Linked DNA regions of Mus musculus: all the other regions are linked to region 2. The links are chromatin contacts, called in public HiChIP or PLAC-seq and promoter capture Hi-C maps. All regions are on one chromosome and are shown on one strand. The core of a region is the stretch at or near the end of the contact, and the rest is flanking DNA. Distances in the headings are between cores, read along the strand shown. Region 1 has its middle 27 kb from the start of Gm40242. Region 2 holds the start of Utp11 (UTP11 small subunit processome component). Region 3 has its middle 4.6 kb from the start of Gm40242. Region 4 holds the start of Gnl2 (guanine nucleotide binding protein-like 2 (nucleolar)). Region 5 has its middle 73 kb from the start of Gm40242. Region 6 holds the start of Meaf6 (MYST/Esa1-associated factor 6).

The links. Promoter capture Hi-C pulls out the DNA fragments that hold promoters and counts their contacts. HiChIP or PLAC-seq counts read pairs in DNA pulled down with a chosen protein or histone mark.
Region 1: an H3K4me3 HiChIP or PLAC-seq map of embryonic hindbrain shows a contact between it and region 2, with 5 times the contacts expected there. The contact joins the enhancer-like site here to the promoter of Utp11 in region 2. A contact is called at or near these places in 10 of 39 promoter capture datasets (the 3T3-L1 cell line, cranial neural crest, embryonic stem cells and 6 more), 1 of 484 Hi-C or Micro-C datasets (the C2C12 cell line) and 8 of 115 datasets of contacts at active chromatin or transcription factors (T-cell acute lymphoblastic leukemia, bone marrow-derived macrophages, embryonic basal ganglia and 5 more).
Region 3: a contact with region 2 is called in an H3K4me3 HiChIP or PLAC-seq map of stem cell-derived neural progenitor cells, with 20 read pairs. The contact joins the enhancer-like site here to the promoter of Utp11 in region 2. A contact is called at or near these places in 8 of 39 promoter capture datasets (cranial neural crest, embryonic stem cells, hippocampal neurons and 3 more) and 6 of 115 datasets of contacts at active chromatin or transcription factors (embryonic basal ganglia, embryonic hindbrain, embryonic stem cells and 3 more).
Region 4: a contact with region 2 is called in a promoter capture Hi-C map of pre-B cells, with 3 times the contacts expected there. The contact joins the promoter of Gnl2 here to the promoter of Utp11 in region 2. A contact is called at or near these places in 3 of 39 promoter capture datasets (erythroid cells, hematopoietic stem and progenitor cells and pre-B cells), 2 of 484 Hi-C or Micro-C datasets (the G1E-ER4 cell line and natural killer cells), 1 of 115 datasets of contacts at active chromatin or transcription factors (extraembryonic endoderm stem cells) and 2 of 9 other capture datasets (adipose tissue and liver).
Region 5: a promoter capture Hi-C map of hippocampal neurons shows a contact between it and region 2, with 6 times the contacts expected there. The contact joins the enhancer-like site here to the promoter of Utp11 in region 2. A contact is called at or near these places in 8 of 39 promoter capture datasets (the 3T3-L1 cell line, cranial neural crest, embryonic stem cells and 5 more) and 11 of 115 datasets of contacts at active chromatin or transcription factors (astrocytes, embryonic basal ganglia, embryonic forebrain and 7 more).
Region 6: a contact with region 2 is called in a promoter capture Hi-C map of hematopoietic stem and progenitor cells. The contact joins the promoter of Meaf6 here to the promoter of Utp11 in region 2. A contact is called at or near these places in 6 of 39 promoter capture datasets (the C10 cell line, the HPC-7 cell line, erythroid cells and 3 more), 1 of 15 datasets of contacts at CTCF or cohesin (the NIH/3T3 cell line), 4 of 484 Hi-C or Micro-C datasets (CD4 T cells, CD8 T cells, the G1E-ER4 cell line and 1 more), 6 of 115 datasets of contacts at active chromatin or transcription factors (bone marrow-derived dendritic cells, bone marrow-derived macrophages, effector CD8 T cells and 3 more) and 2 of 9 other capture datasets (adipose tissue and liver).

Annotation. Positions count from the first base shown.
Region 1 is chr4:124,243,563-124,246,573 of GRCm38.p6, forward strand. No RefSeq gene overlaps it. Among named protein-coding and RNA genes, the nearest start is that of Gm40242, 27 kb to the right of the region's middle. Within about 2 kb of position 1,694, at least 2 of the 459 cell types and tissues checked have an H3K27ac peak or open chromatin away from gene starts, as enhancers often do.
Region 2 is chr4:124,692,262-124,695,163 of GRCm38.p6, forward strand. It overlaps Utp11 (UTP11 small subunit processome component), which reads right to left and starts at 1,293. Exons shown (of 8, transcript NM_026031.3): 1 at 1,179-1,293. The coding sequence starts at 1,241.
Region 3 is chr4:124,275,575-124,278,503 of GRCm38.p6, forward strand. No RefSeq gene overlaps it. Among named protein-coding and RNA genes, the nearest start is that of Gm40242, 4.6 kb to the left of the region's middle. Within about 2 kb of position 1,492, at least 51 of the 459 cell types and tissues checked have an H3K27ac peak or open chromatin away from gene starts, as enhancers often do. A contact at or near this core is called in stem cell-derived neural progenitor cells, where this site is marked.
Region 4 is chr4:125,028,523-125,031,285 of GRCm38.p6, forward strand. It overlaps Gnl2 (guanine nucleotide binding protein-like 2 (nucleolar)), which reads left to right and starts at 1,492. Exons shown (of 16, transcript NM_145552.2): 1 at 1,492-1,672. The coding sequence starts at 1,609.
Region 5 is chr4:124,197,863-124,200,812 of GRCm38.p6, forward strand. No RefSeq gene overlaps it. Among named protein-coding and RNA genes, the nearest start is that of Gm40242, 73 kb to the right of the region's middle. Within about 2 kb of position 1,684, at least 17 of the 459 cell types and tissues checked have an H3K27ac peak or open chromatin away from gene starts, as enhancers often do. A contact at or near this core is called in hippocampal neurons, where this site is marked.
Region 6 is chr4:125,083,800-125,086,499 of GRCm38.p6, forward strand. Meaf6 (MYST/Esa1-associated factor 6) reads left to right here and starts at 1,362. Exons shown (of 8, transcript NM_001374123.1): 1 at 1,362-1,467; 2 at 2,346-2,461. The coding sequence starts at 1,378.

The sequences.
Region 1 (3,011 bases), core at 444-2,943, 450 kb before region 2:
AGGAGCATAAATTGGAAACCTCTCTGTACAAAAGAGAGAGTTCAAGACCAGTCTAGCCAACTTAGTGAGTTAGTCATTTTTGTATATGAAAAAGCTGGGCATGCAGGTCCACAATAGGTGACTAGTCTTTCTTGAGCAAAGCCCCGGGTTCAATCCCCGGTTTTCCAAAATAGAATATTCAAATGGGACCATTTTATTACCCACAAATATTTTCTTATATACTTTAATGTGTTACTAAGGAAACCAGTTATAACAGTGACATTATTTCGGTAATGAATTATTAGGCAGTATAGATGTCAGAGTATAATCTCTCTCCCAAACTTCACATAGACTGTGCACACTTCTAGCACAGGGCATGAGAACTATGGGAGTGAGGCAGTAGGGAGGATTCCTGACCCAGAGTGACAGGAGTTTCCAGAGAATGCATTCTGTACCTTTCATGCGTTTGCAGAGTGGGGTGATTCCTCCTGTGTGCGTGCGTGCGGCCCCAGGAGCCTCTGCGTGCCGCCCCAGGAGCCCCTGCGTGCGGCCCCAGGAGCCCCTGCGGGAAGCCAAGTGAGCTAGAGCAGCCACAAGGACAAGTTGGTGGCAGAGCATGGAGGGCTTCTGACTGGTGAGAAGTAGGAGGGACGGGAAGTGTGTGTGCAGTGCAAAGTGTGTGCTAATCACACGTCTGTGGGATCCAAGGACAGCAAAGCACGGATCGATGGCAGGAGTGACTGGTGGAGATGACACCCAGAAATGGGGGGAGGGTACAGCCCAGCGGGAAGCCCCTGCTTTGCTTCTCTGGGTAGGGGGAGGTGCTGTTATTAATGATGGGATGGATTAGAACAGATGGGTACTTTTGACACATTTTCCCATGTTGTTATTTTCCGATTTCCCATCTTCCCACCACCTAGTCATGTGCCTTTCTCTTGGTTAGGAGCGAAAGCACGTGACTTTGAAGAGAAGCCTCTGGAAAGAGAGTGGAAGTTGATGACACTGCCATTGAACTCAGAGACACACGCTCAACTGGTCCTGAGAGACCTCCGAAAGCCTCGCTGGATGTTGTGGATAAGCCACGGAGATTCCTGGGCTTTCTGGGAAGGGTTCAAGCTCACGCCTGAGGACCGGTTCACACTGGTTCTGTCACAGCCTCCTCCATCCTGGCAGCCATCACACTCGCCCTGATTACAGTACCTTCCTGGAGCCCTGAGGAGATTTGCATTGTAAATGGTGTTTGTTAGGGCCCAGAAATAATATTAATCATTGTAAAACAATTATGTTGCATAATTTGTACATAAAAAAGAAAAGCATGAAGCTTTGGCTTGAATTAATATTTCTAGAATTATGTATCTTTCTCATCCATACAAATAATGAGACCCTCATCTGCCCTTCTGGGTGAGACAGGCTCTGGAAGAAATAAAGATACTTACCTCCTTGTGGTTTCTGGAAACGTTTGGAATGTGTACAGAGCCATGTGGCTTGTATAGTTTGGTGTGGAAACAGCCAGGGATCTTGTGGCTGCAAGGGAAAACTTAGCTTTCTATAATTAAATCCTTATTGTAAAAGGTTGGACACAGATGGACAAAGGGAAGCTCCCAGAATGCAGAGCAGTAAAGCGGAGTGGCTTTGCCTGTGCCTCTGTTGCTCTCAGTCCAGGTGTAGCATTGGAGTAGGCAGGCATCCGTGAACAGAACTCTCAGACAGTGGGGACTTGCCGGCCAAACTTCTGGAATGGTAAATGGCACTTTTCCTCCACATATATCAACATCCGATATCTGAATGTGACCTTAATGGAAAGGGGTGGGGGGGAACAGGATGGACTCTGAAGTTGTAATTAAGGATCTTGACATGAAATCATCTTGGTTTTTTTCTTGGTATACCCTAAGCCAATGACAAGAATACAAGGAGGATGCCAGCTAGTGTTTATAATGCTGGAAGATGCTATGTGGTCTGTTGGGGGAGAAAGTCCACCAGTGATCTTATCCATCTGCAGACCCTATGTACTGCAATACTGACCTGCCAAGCAAGTTATACCCACGTGTGCAATAGTGGCTGACTGTTGGAGGTGCAGGTGGGGTAACCAACCACTTTCTGATTTGATTATAGGCCTGCCTGTTCCACAGACAGGAACACGTGCCTAGGGTAGAGTGTAGGCTCTGTCAATGGCTACTCTGCCTGACCTCTCACGTGGCTGGTGACTCTTCCTCTGAAGCATGGTGAATCTTTTCTCCTGCTCTGCTAGCCTGCCTGCGGGGAAACTGGAAGTCCTGCCTCTTTTGCCAAGCCATTAGCTGCTAGCATCTTTATTGATTGTTCAAGAGCCAATTGGTGAACAGGACCTTCAGCGTACATTCCCAATCAGAACATCGGAACCACTCCCTACAGCCTAGTACTGTAAACCTGGTCAGGAGGCTATGGCTGGGGAGGTCACAGACCTGAAAGAGTAACTACTATTGATGTTTTTCTAAATAGATGTGTAGTCAAACTGGCTTCCAAATATTTGTGTCCATACCCACAGATTAGCACTGTGTCCAATATTGCTCATAGAAACTTCTTTTTGCAGCAAGTGACACACACACACACACACACACACACACACACAAATGACCAAAATGCTAAGACGACATGACTGTTGAGTTCTTAGCCCTAAACAAGATATTTATGCCACCTCCAGGGAGCATAGTGGAAGAGGGGCAGAAAGAACCAGAGGATGGAGTGCTATGAAATGCTCTGTTGTGAATATGATATTCCCATTGCACTCATGAACACACACAGCAACTGAGCGTTAGCACTAGAGCAGAAGAGAAAAGAGACATAGACGTTGGAGAGGGACCAGTATGAAAGAAGAGGATCAGGAGTGGAAGAGCATGGAAGAGCAATGGGGCAGGGGAACTGTGGTCACAAGACATTACATACATACCTGTATAAAACTGTCAAGAATAAAAAACCGAAAGAGCACAGGAAGGAGACACACACAGGAAGAGAAGCAGAGGCCACAGGAGAAGAAGGTGAGGAGCTGAGTACCA
Region 2 (2,902 bases), core at 43-2,542:
TGTGGCCGGGCAGTGGTGGCGGCGCACACCTTTAATCCCAGCACTTGGGAGGCAGAGACAGGCGGATTTCTGAGTTCGAGGCCAGCCTGGTCTACAAAGTGAGTTCCAGGACAGCCAGGGCTATACAGAGAAACCCTGTCTCGAAAAACCAAAAAAAAAAAAAAAAAAGTTAGTGTGTGTGTGAGAGAGAGAGAGATAAAGAATATGAATGAATGTGAGTGCAGGGCCTATGGAGGCCAGAGGGGGTGGTGGAATTCCTAGAGTGGAGTTAAAGCTATTTGTGAACCCACAATGTGAGTGCTAGGATTTGAACTCTGAGAGAGCAGCCGAGTACTCTTAACGGCTAAGCCCTCTCTCCAAGGCTTGTTAAAAGCTTGTTTGAACCAGTTATGATGTAATTTCTGAGAATGGCAAAGTGGATAAAGTGATTCTGCATACATCTTTATTTGTATTGCATATCCAAACCCTAACACATTCTCCTGAGTAAATCCACACCTATTTATTCTAACTAAATTAAGTGGGGGAACTCCCCACTTCCCTCCTTTTTTTCTTCTTACCAAGGACTACGCCTACTGCCCTTACTTGCTAGGCAAGCAGTTCACCATTGAGGCCTATGTCTAGAATTTTTTTAGATTTTTGAGTCAGGTCTAAGTGACCCAGACAGGCCCCGATTTTGGGATCCTTCTGCCTTGGCCTCTTGGGTAGATGCCATTATAGACCTGGGCTATGAGGTCCAGCAAAGTTTGTAAATGGTCAAGACATTCTCCAGAAGGGATAAGGAAAGTGCCACGATTTTAGGGGGAAGCATATGACAGATCTACACGAACCGCAAATCCCATGCCAAAAGTTGGGCCCAGTTTAGGAACACCCGGGCATGCGTCGGTTGTGAGGCGCCTACTGTCGCTGGTCACTCGGTTACATTCCTTTGACTTTGGTCTCAAGTTCCCAGGGAAAGGCCTCTAGCACACCCTGCCTCACTCAATTACCCACTGACCCTCTACCGTAGAGAATGACAATCCTCCTACCCTGTCCCTGGGTCTCCCCGACAAGGCACGCTGGGGTCAGGCCCCATGTGTTGGGTATTGACTGAAGGCAGATGCGCTGTCCCGTATCCGGATGCAGGGACAGCGAGGGGGCGGGGGCCACTGCAGGCGCCCCTGAGGCTTGCGAGGGCCTACCTGGCTTCGTTCTCGGTGTTCCCGCTGCCGGGTCTTGGCTGCCTTGCGAAAAGCCGCCGACATGCCTACTGAGGTCTAGGAAATGCTCAGCAAACTCCACCACCACGACAGCACTACCCACCCCGCCGCGTCCGCCAAGACACCGGAAGCAGGCCCAAGACGCGGCTTGCAATGCAGCCTATCAGAAGCCTGCTTTACCGGAAATACAGCCCCTCTCAAGCGGCCTGAATCGGAGGGTTCTGGGAGATGTAGTTTCCAAAGCTAGAGTCTTGGGATTCTTTCACAGCTCTCGGTTCGCAGAGAACGTCCACTGGTCCAGAGACCTAGACTTCGCTCCAGGCCGCACGTTGGCATCTGGGAACACATGGCTGGCACTGCTCTCTGGCTACGCTCGGCTTGCGTGTGCGCATGTGCTGTCACCTGAGACTTGGTGTGGGTTAAGATTCTAAGTAGAACTAGAACGTGGCTCACACCTTTAACCCCAGCTCTCTGGAGGTAGAAGCTGGCAATTTTCTGTAAGTTCAAGGCTAACCTGGTCTTACATAGTGATTGCCAGGCCAGCCAGGGCTACATAGTAAAATAAATCGCAGTCTAAAAACAAAACAAAAACAAACAAACCAAAAACTAGAAATAATGTGAATCTTACAGTATACTAGAAAGAGTACTTTAAAACCATATTTGGCTCCTCAGCTGACTTCTGGCTGCGTGGCTCTGAGCTGATTGCTTGACTTTAAAGAGCATCATTTTTCTCACCCATAAAACGAACATAATAATAGCAGACTGGTCTTGCTCATAGGAGTATCAAGGGCTCTGAGTGGCAGAACTGTATCTATAAGCAGAGTAGAAAAGAATCATCTAATAGCAATAAAGTTCCGAGTCCTTCACAGCCATCAAAGTTGTGCGTCTAGCTGGCCGACTTAACATAAGGTAGTTAATGTGATGGATAGAGAGCCGCGAACTGTGGAGGGAGTGTTCTGGTGCCAGCTCTGCTCTTAACCAAGGAAAGTTAGTTTTGCTGAGGCTTGGTATCCACATCTAGTTGTAAAATAATAAAATAATACTATACCCTCAGGATTTTGAGGTTTAAAAGACATATGTTTTCAGTGCTTAATGTTGGGTTTACTTGTTAGCAGGTTCACAATAAAATTGATTTGTTTCTGTTTTTGTTTTGTTTTGTTTTGTTAGTTTGTTTTATTGGGGTTGACTTAGTCTGATTAGGTTTGATGTTTTGAGGCAGTGTCTAGCTATGTAGGCCTGGCTGCACTGACACTCATAGATCAAGCTGGCCTCAGATTCACAGTGATCTCTTGCGTCTGCAAAGAGCTGGGATTACAAGTGTGTGACAGTGTGCCCAGCCATCCTGTTATTTTTGTCACCACTAAAGCTACCTTTAAGTAGCACAAGAGAGAGTTGGACCCAGCCAAGCATCACAGCAATGTTTGGGTTTGTTTGTGCTCTCCCCCCCCCCATGCCTGCCACCCTCCACCCCCACCCCCACCCCACCCCCGTATGTTTTCATCTGTTGGCATTTGGAATCTTTTCCACTATGGGAGACTAATCTTCAGCCAGCTCCTTGTTGTTTTTGTTTTATTGAGACAGGATGTCACAATGTAGTCCTAGCTGTCCTAGAAGTCACAATGTAGACCAGGCTGGCCTCGAATTCACAGACATCCACTTGCCAAGTGCTGGGATTAAAGACATGTACCACGACACAGGCTTCCAGA
Region 3 (2,929 bases), core at 242-2,741, 420 kb before region 2:
AAAAGCGAATGTTCTACATCTGATTGTGGATTAATTTGTTAGGATCAAAATATCCTCTGGCTTTCTATGCCTATTTTACAGCACAGACCCCAACACAGAACCGGCGGACGGTGAGCATCCACTATAGTCAGATTAACAAGCCTAGGAGACAGCTATATTCTGAGACCCACGTATTCAGGGAGTCCTGTGAGAGGGAAAAAAAAAGAACTTTCCCTTCTGGCCCCTGCTCTTCAAATGACCCTATTGAGCATGGCTCTTTCTGTCGACCTCATTTCTGACTCATCTTGTAGTTGTGGTTCTGTGCTTGCCTCCTAGGGACTCCACACACAGATAAGCCTCGACTTCTCTTTACACTGGAGGAATTTGCTCGGAAGCTCTGGTCCCAATCCTGTGCATGGATAGTCGGTGCTGCGGGCCGGGGTGGATGACTCTCTGCAGGCTATTGGGGTGGCTTTTATATCTAACCACCTGTGCACAGAGGCGTTTTCCAGTATTTTTAAACCTTGCCTTGACAAGGCAATACATGGACATTAAAGACTCCCATTCTCCGGAAAAAGTGTTTTCATTTCTACTTGGTCCTTTTGGTCCTTTCTTCCTTCCTTTCTTCCTTCCTTCCTTCCTTCCTTCCTTCCTTCCTTCCTTCCTTCCTTCCTTTCTTTCTTTCTTTCTTTCTTTCTTTCTTTCTTTCTTTCTTTCTTTCTTTCTTTCTCTCTTTCTTTTTTTTCAAGACAGGGTTTCTCTGTGTAGCCCTGGCTGTCCTGGAACTCACTCTGTAGACCAGGCTGGCCTCGAACTCAGAAATCAGCCTGCCTCTGCCTCCCAAGTGCTAGGATTAAAGGCATATGCCACCACCCACGCCCGGCCCTACTTGGTCCTTTCCCATCCTTTGGCAAATTTGGGTGTTTCTTGGTCTGGCTGCTACAGTGAAGATAGAATTTTATGGCTTGATTTTTTTTTCTTTTTCTTTCTTCCTTTCCTTTTTTAAAAAACTTTATTGTTATAAACATCTTCTATGTCTCCATGATCCTCATATGTGTAATATGCCTTCTCGTTAAACATTTAGGACCCCCCCCCCCGCCACTCCCATCCCTTTACTCCCTAGCATTTAAGAACTAGACTTTAGGAAACAAAAACTGAACAAGCTGTGCCCCAGTCTCCAGATTGACAGTGCTCGCCCAGGCATTCCCTGCAAAGCTGGAGACACAGTAGCTGTGGGCTGGATGGATCCCAAACGCTGGGAGACTGGATATAAAATGATTAAAAAGTATGCATGAGAAGCCGCCGCAACCCTGGTGTCCCCAGAAAGTAAGAGATGAAGCAATATGCGTGTGGCACTTAAATTCTTCCAACTTCCAGCAACATAATCAGTTAACGAATCATGAGACTCCAAGCCACATGGAAACAAAGGCAGAAGAGAGAGCAAACTAGAGACAGAATAGGAGAGGCGGGAACGTTGAGCCAGGGGCGTTCCCATGGGGAGGGGAATCTTGCCAACAATGTTGCTTGGTATCTTTAATGCTTTGAAGAAAAGCCTGCTCTGCATAGAAGTTTTCACTGAGCATCTACAGGCAACTTGCGTCGAGAATTTCCAGCCCACCCCATGGGCAGAACACTGGACTAGATCCCGAAGAAACCCGGGCAGAAGAAAGAGGACGGGCCTCTGCTCCGAGGGCAGGCTTCTGTAAGGCCAGGGGAGCCGGAACACCCATGGCGGTCTCCTCGCAGGGTCTTGCAGACAGCTGGGGTAGCCAGCCAGCAAGCATTGTCCCCGCACAATTAAACAAGAATGCCCCACGTGACGGTTCCACTGTGAAAGTTTTCAAATAGTGTTTGGAATGTTTACATAATTGTTCAAAAGAGCCTTTTTCAATGTACCTGTTTACACTCTTCCCTTTGGAAATTCAGCAATCAGGCCATGGAGGACTCTCAGCCTCCACTTGCCGCCCTTGATTGCCGAGGAAGGAAAGAAAGGCCCGTCAGTGAATCGCTGGGAAAACATGCCCTAACAAACGCCCTGTAATGAGGGGCTCCGCTTTTGCAGGCGTAGCAGTGGCGGGGGGCGGGGGGAGGCAGGGGAGCCGGGGTGCAGAGCTGGGGGCCGCGAGCGCGCGGTGTAGCCCGTTTTTGTTGTGTGGCTCCCGGCTGGAGGGAGCGCCCCGACCCCGGTGCCTTTGTGTGCAAATTTCCCACCGGGGCCAAGCAACTTTCCACAATTTAATTAAGTGGCTTTAGAGTCCGGAGTTGGCCTAACAAGCTCCCGTTCATGAATGAAAGATTTGTCCCCCAGCAGCGGGGGCCCCCGGTGGAGACAAAGTGGGCAGCAGGGACCGCTGGCTCCGGCCGCCGGGAGCGAGCGGGTGGGGAAGCGGCTGCGGGGGGGCTGGCGGCGGTCCTTCTGGGACGCGTCTCACCTAGCTCGCGGCAAATATGCCATCCATATGCCCAGGATCACAACCGAATCAGCTCCATCAGGCCTGGCAAAGAGGCATTTAAATTGCTAATATTGTGCCGGGGAGCGTTGACAGCCTTGCCAAGGATCAGCTCTGTAGGATCCACAGAGACAAACCTGGGGTGGGGAGGGAGGACTCAGAAAGAGCCCAGCCGCAGTGAGAAATACGAAAACACAGGAGCCTACAGCCGTGGGGGATCCTTGGTAGCGAAATGTCAGGAGAAAGGGAGGAAGAGAGGAGCCCACCGTGGGGTCTTGGAACTGGTGGACCACTGGGACCCCTTTCTCATCCATTATTTCTGGTGCGTGGCCAGCTGGAGTTTCCCCCAAGGGTTCTCTGCAACTGAGCTTAGAGTTAGGATAAAGGGAAAGTAGGCAGAAACAGACAGACAGATGGACGGATGGATGTAGGGAAGGAAGAGAGACGTAGGGAGGAAGGGGAGAGGAAGGGAGGGAGGGAGGGAGAGAGGGAGGGAGGGA
Region 4 (2,763 bases), core at 242-2,741, 340 kb after region 2:
AAACACAAGCAAACAAACAAACAAAAAGATAATGTCTTTTTCTACAGTTTGGCTTGTATCTTCCTATATAGCCCAGGCTAGACTAGCCTTGAACTCACGGCAGATAGTCTAACCTCAAATGCTGAGGTTAGAGGCTCATGCCAACACACTCAGCTTTGTTACGTTCTGGGGACACGGAGGTGAATAACGTACCTGATTTCCATTTTCCTAAGCTTATGGCCTAGACCCAAGAAAGCAGCCAATGCTCTTGTGAACAGAGTCATTTCGGGTAGTGGCATGTGCCGTGAAGTGAGGTGGGATGGAATAACAGGAAGAGAGTGGCTGACTTAAATCAGTAACTCAGCAAATACTTCTGCCAAAGGAGCTGCTGCCAGATAGATCAAGAGAATGTAGTTCCATTTAAAAACAAGTGAACAGTGAAAAAAATCTTTTGGTGTAGGGTCTCTCTATGTAGCTCAAGCTGGATTTGAACTTGTGACAATCCTCCTGCCTTAGCCTCTCAAGTATATCATGTTTCCTTAGATCCTTTAAGTTATCCTAAACGATGATTGGAATATAAGCTAGAAAGTGTGTTTATTTATTTTTAACCTGAAATTCAAATTTCACTGTCTTGTATTTTTTTTCTTGATGTTCTCCTCCCCCCCTCCTGCTTCCCCCTCCTCCTCCTCCTCCCCCTCCTCCTGCTCCTACTCCTACTCCTCCACCTTCTTGGAGACAAGTCATGCTATATAATGTGGACAAGTCTGGAACTCCTTCCTCTGCCTTTTGAGCATTGGTATTATAGGTGTGTGTCACCATGCTGATGAATTTGCTAGTGTTTGCAATCCTATGGATAGAGGATATTTGAGCAGGAACTGACCAGAAGGAACCAGCGATGCCGATTCAGGGAATGTGTGATCAAACAGAGCAACATTCAGTGTAAATGTCAGAAGAGGGAGAAATGAGGTCAGAGGAACGGAGCCAGATCACAAGTTTTGTAGGGATTGGAAGGAGTTTGAATCTGTCTCTCTTTGCGATAATAAACCATTGGAGAATTTAAAATCTCTCTCTCTCTCTCTCTCTGTCTCTCTCTCTCTCTCTCTCTCTCTCTCTCTGTCTCTCTCTCTGTCTCTCTGTCTCTCTCTCTTTCTTTCAAGCTGAGGCTTGAATCCAAAGTCTGTTGTTACTAAAAACTGCTCTACTCCAGCCTAAAATTTAAAGGCAGGTATGACCTGTTCTGATATTTGCCCGCTCTTGCTGGAACACTTTTAGAAAGGTTCAGAGGGCAAATTCCCATCAGCTCATGCACTGGGCCGAGAACAGGCTTCTCTCTTTTTCTCTTTCTCTCTTTTTCTCACTAAACCCAGGACTGCCCGGTGCCCTGGACGTTGCTATGGAAGGGACGCTTGACGGTTGCTAGACCCGGGGGAGGCGGGAGCAGGACAGAGGCGGAGCCGGGTCAGCCTTAGGCAAGCGCCGCGCGCTCTCAGGAAGTCGCGTAGCGCGAGCGGAAGTGACGTCGCGCGTGTTCAGGGTCCAACGTGCTTCACACAGGACGCTTTCCCGGCTGGGAAGTCGTGAAGTGGTTTACCTCGCGAGTAGCAGAGCGGTGTCGGTACTGTCGTCAGGATGGTGAAGCCCAAGTACAAAGGACGGAGCACCATCAACCGCTCGGCGGCCAGCACCAACCCAGGTACGGCGGACCGGGCGGGACCAGGCCGCAGGAGCCGTCGGGGACGGAGGAAGGCCCGTTCCGGCCTGGGCGGCGGACCCGAGGTCTAGGCACCTGCTCTAAAGTTGGGGGATGAGTCACGCCAGCCTCTGGCAGCCCCGAGGCCTCTCAGGAGGAGGTGTAGAGAAAGGCAAGTTAAAAGTGGGCTAGGGTCCTGGAGTCCTGGCACATGCCTGTCATCCCAGCACTTAGGAAGCTGAGGCAGAGGGGATCACGAGTTAGTGGCTATCTGGACTACAGGGTACAGACTGAAGACACAGAGTGGAGTAGGTTGGCCCAGGTGGCATTTTACCCTTAACCATAGCATTCGTGCCACCTTAGCTTTGACCGTGGAATCAGACCATGCATAAGCAACACTTCAGGTAAATATAGTGATTTCAATAGAGGTGGTTTTGAGATACGAGAAATTCCCATCTACAGGGCAAACAAAACAGGCTTTCGAGGAGTCCCTCCCACTTTGATTTAGCTACTAAAACTGTGTTTAAATATGGGTTAGTCATAGAGGGGCTTGGTGACGCATCCCTGTAGTTCCCAATACTGGGAAGGCAGGACAGACAGATCTCTTGTGAATTCGAGGCCAGCCTGGTCTGCATAGTGAGACTGTCTCAAACTGGTGGGGGGAAAAATTAGGTATACTCTTGTCTCCGTAAGGCTGCAAGGATAGCTGACTTCTGTATCTCCTTGTAATTTGCATAATTAGGGTTTTGATTAGATTTTTTTAAAAAAATGATGAAAACACTCAGAGACTGGAGAGAACATGGGGAGAATAAGAGCTCACTCGTACTGCTGTTGCAGGAGGACCAGAGTTCAATTCCAGTTCAATCAGCTCTCACCTACCTGGAAGTTCAACTCCAAGGGGAATCTGATACCTCTGGCCTTCAAGGCATCTACCCACATATATCCGTATAATGTTTAGTACTGTGTATGTAGCAGTACTAAAGGAGAACATGCAGGAAAGTTGCTGCGTTACTTTGTGATCTTTTATAACTGTATTAAGTCACATAATACCATGCATTTGGAAGATTCACTTGGGATTGGTTGGTGATTAGTGT
Region 5 (2,950 bases), core at 434-2,933, 490 kb before region 2:
GGAAGGAAGGAAGGAAGGAAGGAAGGAAGGAAGGAAGGAAGGGAGAGAGAGAGAGAGAGAGAGAGAGAGAGAGAGAGAGAGAGAGAGAGAGAGAGAGAGAGAAAGAAGTTGGATAGTGCTAGGCACATAGGAAGCCCTGGCTCTTCTCTGTAGGGACCCAGAGAAGAGTTTATCTACCTGGTCACTCCCAGTAGGAGCCTTGTGGTTCCACCTCTGCCTTTGGTGACCTGGGTCTCCTGCCTGCTGGCATTCTCTCCTCAGCAGACCTTGTTTTTTCAATATTCACTCTCTGTCCATCCTGGGCTTCTCTTCTCTGGCTCTTCGTGTTCCCGAGATCACAGGTCTTGATCAAATCTTGCAAAGCGATGGACGGAGCCCTTCGTTTCATCTATGAAACCCACAAAAGCCGAAACGATACTTTGAGAGATGGGCGGCTGGAGAGTCAGCTCTGAGGTCAAGAGTACTCACTGCTTTACAGATCAGGAGACGCACAGCTATCTGCAGCTCCAGTTCCAGATCTGACAGGCTTTGGCCTCCACAGCCACCCTTGCACACACGGTATGCAATGACTCGTGCACTTAAAACAAAAATAAATAAATAAAAATGTAGAACAAGAGGAGGAAAGGCTCCTTAGTGAGTCAGATAATATGGGCAGACAATACCTAGTATACTCCAGTCCCGCCCCCACGCACGCACGTACGCACACACACACATGTACTCGCTGTGCTTAGCAGCACGTTGCTTGTCTTAGAAACCTTAGCTCGTGGCGTCTTCGCAGCGTCATTATATTCCAGGTCCTTATTACAGGCCTGCTTTACAGTATTGGAAGCTTGTAGAGGTCATGTGACTTTCCCAAGGACACCCAGATATTGAGTGGCAGGACTGGGCTTCCCACCTGGTGACTGGCTCTGCCCTTAGCCCCAGGGGAGACACCCCAGCACAGACTAGGAGACCTGCTTTAGGAATTCAGAAAACATCACCCCCTTTCCTCCCACACAACATCGAAAAGGCCCCACTTTGCAGGGCTGGCTGGGCCCAAGTTCAGGAGTTATTAACTTCTTCGTACTTCTCTCTTTGCCTCGTTCTGGGGTAAAACTGCATTTGGTTTTTAAAATTCCCTTTTTATTTAGTCGCTGTGAATGTTAGGAACTGCCAGTACTGGGAGCTGAGATCCCATCCATATGCCAGGTTTTAAATAGCAGACGAGAAACAAGTTGACACAGGGAGACCAAACTCATCCCAAACATACAGCTACTGCGCCGCTCAGACACGAACCCCGTGCCCCCGCCCCGCCCCGCCTGCTCGCTCGCTCGCCCTGTCTTCCCACTTCAAATGCTGGCCCAAGTCATCTCTCTTGTTTCAGAAACAGCACAATCTCCATCTGCTGCTTTGCATGTGTGAAGCCGTGAGCGGTGGCCCCGGCTCCCAAAGGTGTTTGTTTGGACTGGTGGTTTGCCTCAGGCTGTGGGAGTGACCATCCACCACTGACCGTCCCTTCAGTCCCTTCCACCTCATGAAGTCACAGGTCCTCCATGGCTACAGCGACTTAGCTTCATGCACTGAAAACACACTGGGGTGGACATTGTGTTTGCCAAAAGAGGCTCCTTGACCTTGGGTAGGAACTAAAGATGTTGCTCTCATCCTGGATATCTGTTTTTGCCTATGCAAAGTCATTGTAGCAGATGGAGCAGAGCACAATGGTCGAGGCCCTGGACCTAGCCTGAGCTGTCTGGCCTAAGGACCTATGAACAAGCCCTATCTGAACCTCAGTTTCTTTTCCTGTAAAATGGGGTTTCTCAGTAATGCCTGCTTTGTAGAGTGCATTGTCTTGAGGGTTAAGAACCCAATATTGCACTAAACACTGGGGCTAGCATTTGGTAAGTGGCAATGAATACCAGTTGGGGTCACCACAGCCTGGGACTGCCTGCCTCCAGAAATCCCGGGGTGGAGTCCTGTGTCTATGCATGTAGGTCACCAGCCCCGACTTTGGTACTTGCTTCGAGCCCTCATTACTGGAGTAGACCTATTCCACTGGGAACTCAGCACACCTTTCCATCTTCAACCACCCCGTTTTTTTCTTTAGCCTGAGCCCACAGGGCCTGTCTGGGCTACAGGGAGGGGGGCAGGGTTGATCTATGGGTTGGATAACCTGCCTGGGGAAAGGGAGGGGGCCTCTGACCCAGGGGTAAATCACGGACTTCCCCCAGGGCCCGTCAGTTTCCCAGGAAAGGAGCCCGGGGCATTTGTTATCTCAATGTTTCCCCTGAGGGGCTGACCACATGATTCATTTCACTCACACTAATTGGATGTAAATTAGATGAGAAATCAGTAATTTGTCCATAGATTTGTCATTCCGGTGGTGGCTTCCCAGCTTTCCAGGCAGAGGGAGGCCCTGGCCGCACAGGCGCCCCCCAGCTGTATGGAAGGAAGAAGACGCCTTCCTTGGGGGTGAGGGGTGAGGAATGGGGGAAAGATGGGGTAGCCTTCCCGAAGCGAGCCCTAGCTTTGCACTGCTTTAAAAGGATAGAGAGGAGGAGGAGCAGGGAGAGAGGAAGAAAGCAGGAGCAATGATGTGGGGGGAGAGAGAGAATCTGCTGGGGTGGGGGGACCTTTCAGGTAAGGTTGTTTAGTGTCAATAGGAGAAAGGATTACTGCCACCTCCTCCAGCAACAATATGCTAATCAACCCCCTGGGCCCACTCCGGGGCTGGGAAGCTGGGCAGCTAGCTGCCTCAGTCTGTCTCTGGAGCCTGATGGCTTCTGATTTAATGAGGGGGAGGGCATAGAACAGGCCCTGGCTCTTGGGAGTGGAATCAGACCATGCCACACAGGTCAGGGAAGCGTACAAGGGGTGGATCTGTCTGGACGACCGGCATGCAGAAGAATAGCAGCATCCTGGGCCCCCCAACACCCCCCTCAGCATTGCTCTAGGGTGGGCAGGAGCAGCAGAG
Region 6 (2,700 bases), core at 112-2,611, 390 kb after region 2:
CTCCAGTCCCAGGAGGATCTGATGTCTTCTGGTCTTCTTGGGAATTGCATGCATATGGTACAGAGACATACATGCAGGCAAAACACTCATAGACATAAAAAGAAAATTTCCAAGGTCTGATTGTTATTTTTTTGAGCCTAGGCTAGCCTCAAATTCTCTGTGTAGTTGAGGCTCATCTTGATTTTTTCCCCCTCAAAACAGCTGTCCTGTCTGTCTTCGAGTCCCCTGAGTGCTGGGAATAAAGACATGTGCCACCATGCCTGGCCCTGGGAGGTTCTTCTGTGGGCCAGGCTGGCAGGAAAGGAAGAGATGCTAGACTCAAATTCAGGGATTTGTGCAAGCTTGGGCTTAGGCAGATATTTTACCAACTGAGTTTCATCTACAGCCTTGACTTTCTTTTTTGGGGGGTGGTGGTGAAACTGTCTTATATAGTCTTACTGGCCCAAATACTATGTAGTACCTTGACCTTCCTGCTTCTTTTACCGCGGCCTCTTGGGTGCTAGAATTATAGGCATGTACTACTGGAGAGGAACAAGAGATTAGTGAAGAGGTTTGTGAGAGAGAAAATTAGGCAAGAGGAGTTTTAGAAAATTGAGAATTTCTCATACCTGTTGAACAATATACATCTAGGGCATAGAAACCCAAGGACATCCACCCATGGGGGCAAAGAACGCCACCTAAACTACGAGTGACGTTGCTGAGCACTGAGAATGCAGAGGTGGGCTCAGGGTGTACCTGTAGAGTGCTTGCTTCGTCTGTCCTGAGATCCATCCCCAGCACCTATTAACAGCGGGCATGCTCAACACATGGAATCCCAGCAGTGGGAAGGCAGAGGCAGGACGATAAACTCACGGTCTGTTTCTGTTCAATACCAGCCTGGATACAGTTCTGGATCTGAAGATAGAAGCTAATTCTTTCATAATCCTTCCCCTCCGGCAAACCACGTACAACAGGAGATCTGCTTGCCTGTGCTAAACCCAGCAAGATGTTGGTTTGGGGATCTTCTCTGCAACCCGGTTGGTGGGCGGAACCTTGCTCAGGTTTTCCACCTGCAGTTGGGTGGTGTTGCAAGGACCTCGTCTGCCGGGAGACATATGGAATACTCAACAGGCCTATGCTGCAGCTGGGTTCTCGATGTAGTGAATGTCTGTGGGTGTCTGTTAAGCTCAGAGGCCCACAGTGGAGCAGCAAGGAAGGTCCCACACGTACAAGCGCCTCTCCGCGCCGGCTTTCGCGCGCTGAGCCGGCCAGCTTCCCCGGAAGCCGCGCGCGCAGGCGCGGTGTGGGGGGTCGCGCCCCCTGGCGGCCAGCGGCGACAGTGCGCAGGGTCCGCCTACTGGTCGCGCGCCGCCGCCTCCGCCGCCGCTTGAGCCCAACATGGCGATGCACAACAAGACGGCGCCGCCGCAGATCCCAGACACCCGGCGGGAGCTGGCCGAGCTGGTTAAGCGGAAGCAGGAGCTGGCGGTGAGTGGCCGAGGCCTGGACGCCGTCCCCACTTGGCCTCGCAGGCAGCTCCGGAGGCGAGGACGGCGGGCAGCCAGGGTCTGGGCGCTCTGGGCGGCCGGGCGCGGCGCGGTTCCCTGCGGCGGCGCGGTTCCCGGCCTGCGCTCAGTGGGGCGGGGCGGGGCGGTGAGGGCGCGGGAAGGGCGAGAGGCAGGAGGCGGGGACGACGCTCAGGTCGGGTTAGCGGTTGGAAAGGAGGCGGCTAGACCCCGGCCTGGAGAAGATGCACGATGGATTCCATGGGCGGCGCGTTTCAATGGCCGGGGAATGTGGTGTATTTGAGGATGCCAAGGAACGGGGCTGGCGGGAGACCCAAGACGCAGCCTAGGGAATTTGGATTGGTGACGCGCACCAGGAGCCGCCGGCACCCTGCTGACTGCCCTGTAGGCTCCCGCCTTTTACGGCGAGCATCCGGGAGGCAAAGCTCACCTGAAGCTGCCCTTCCAGGTTTCCATAGCAACCGGCATCCACTGCGGGCGGCCCTTCCAGAGCTAGCAGGGAGGAAGCAGTTGATGTAGAAGAGATGCTTTTGAAAAGCTGTTCACCCTTCTCGCTGCTGGTAGCAACACATTTAGTGAGTGAGAATGGAGACAGCTCACGGTCTGTCTCATCCCTGCTCGTGACAGCTAGGTTTTGCCTCTGAAGTAGATGCAAAATCTTGCATGTGTGTGCATTTTCTGAGGATAGACTATACATTTCATTCTATTTATAAAGGGGTCCATCACCCCTACACTTCCACAGAAATGGTTCATTGTGGGTAAGCTTGACTTTACAAGTCTGTGACGGAATTTCAGTTTGCTTAATGCTTGTTTTTCCCTGTCCCTGTTTTCATCACCTAGGAAACACTTGCAAACTTGGAGAGACAGATATATGCTTTTGAAGGAAGCTACCTGGAAGACACTCAGATGTATGGCAATATTATCCGTGGCTGGGATCGGTATTTGACCAATCAAAAGTGAGTGTCAAAATCTAGTAGTATTAGCTGAGCACTGGTGGTGCACGCCTTTAATCCCAGCACTTGGGAAGCAGAGGCAGGTAGATTTCTGAGTTCGAGGCCAGCCTGGTCAACAGAGTAAGTTCCAGGACAGCCAGGGCTATACAGAGAAACCCTGTCTGGAAGAAAAAAAAATCTAATAGTATCTCTCCATTTTATCCTCTACTAATATTTGGCTGCAGGATTTTTGTTTTGATTTA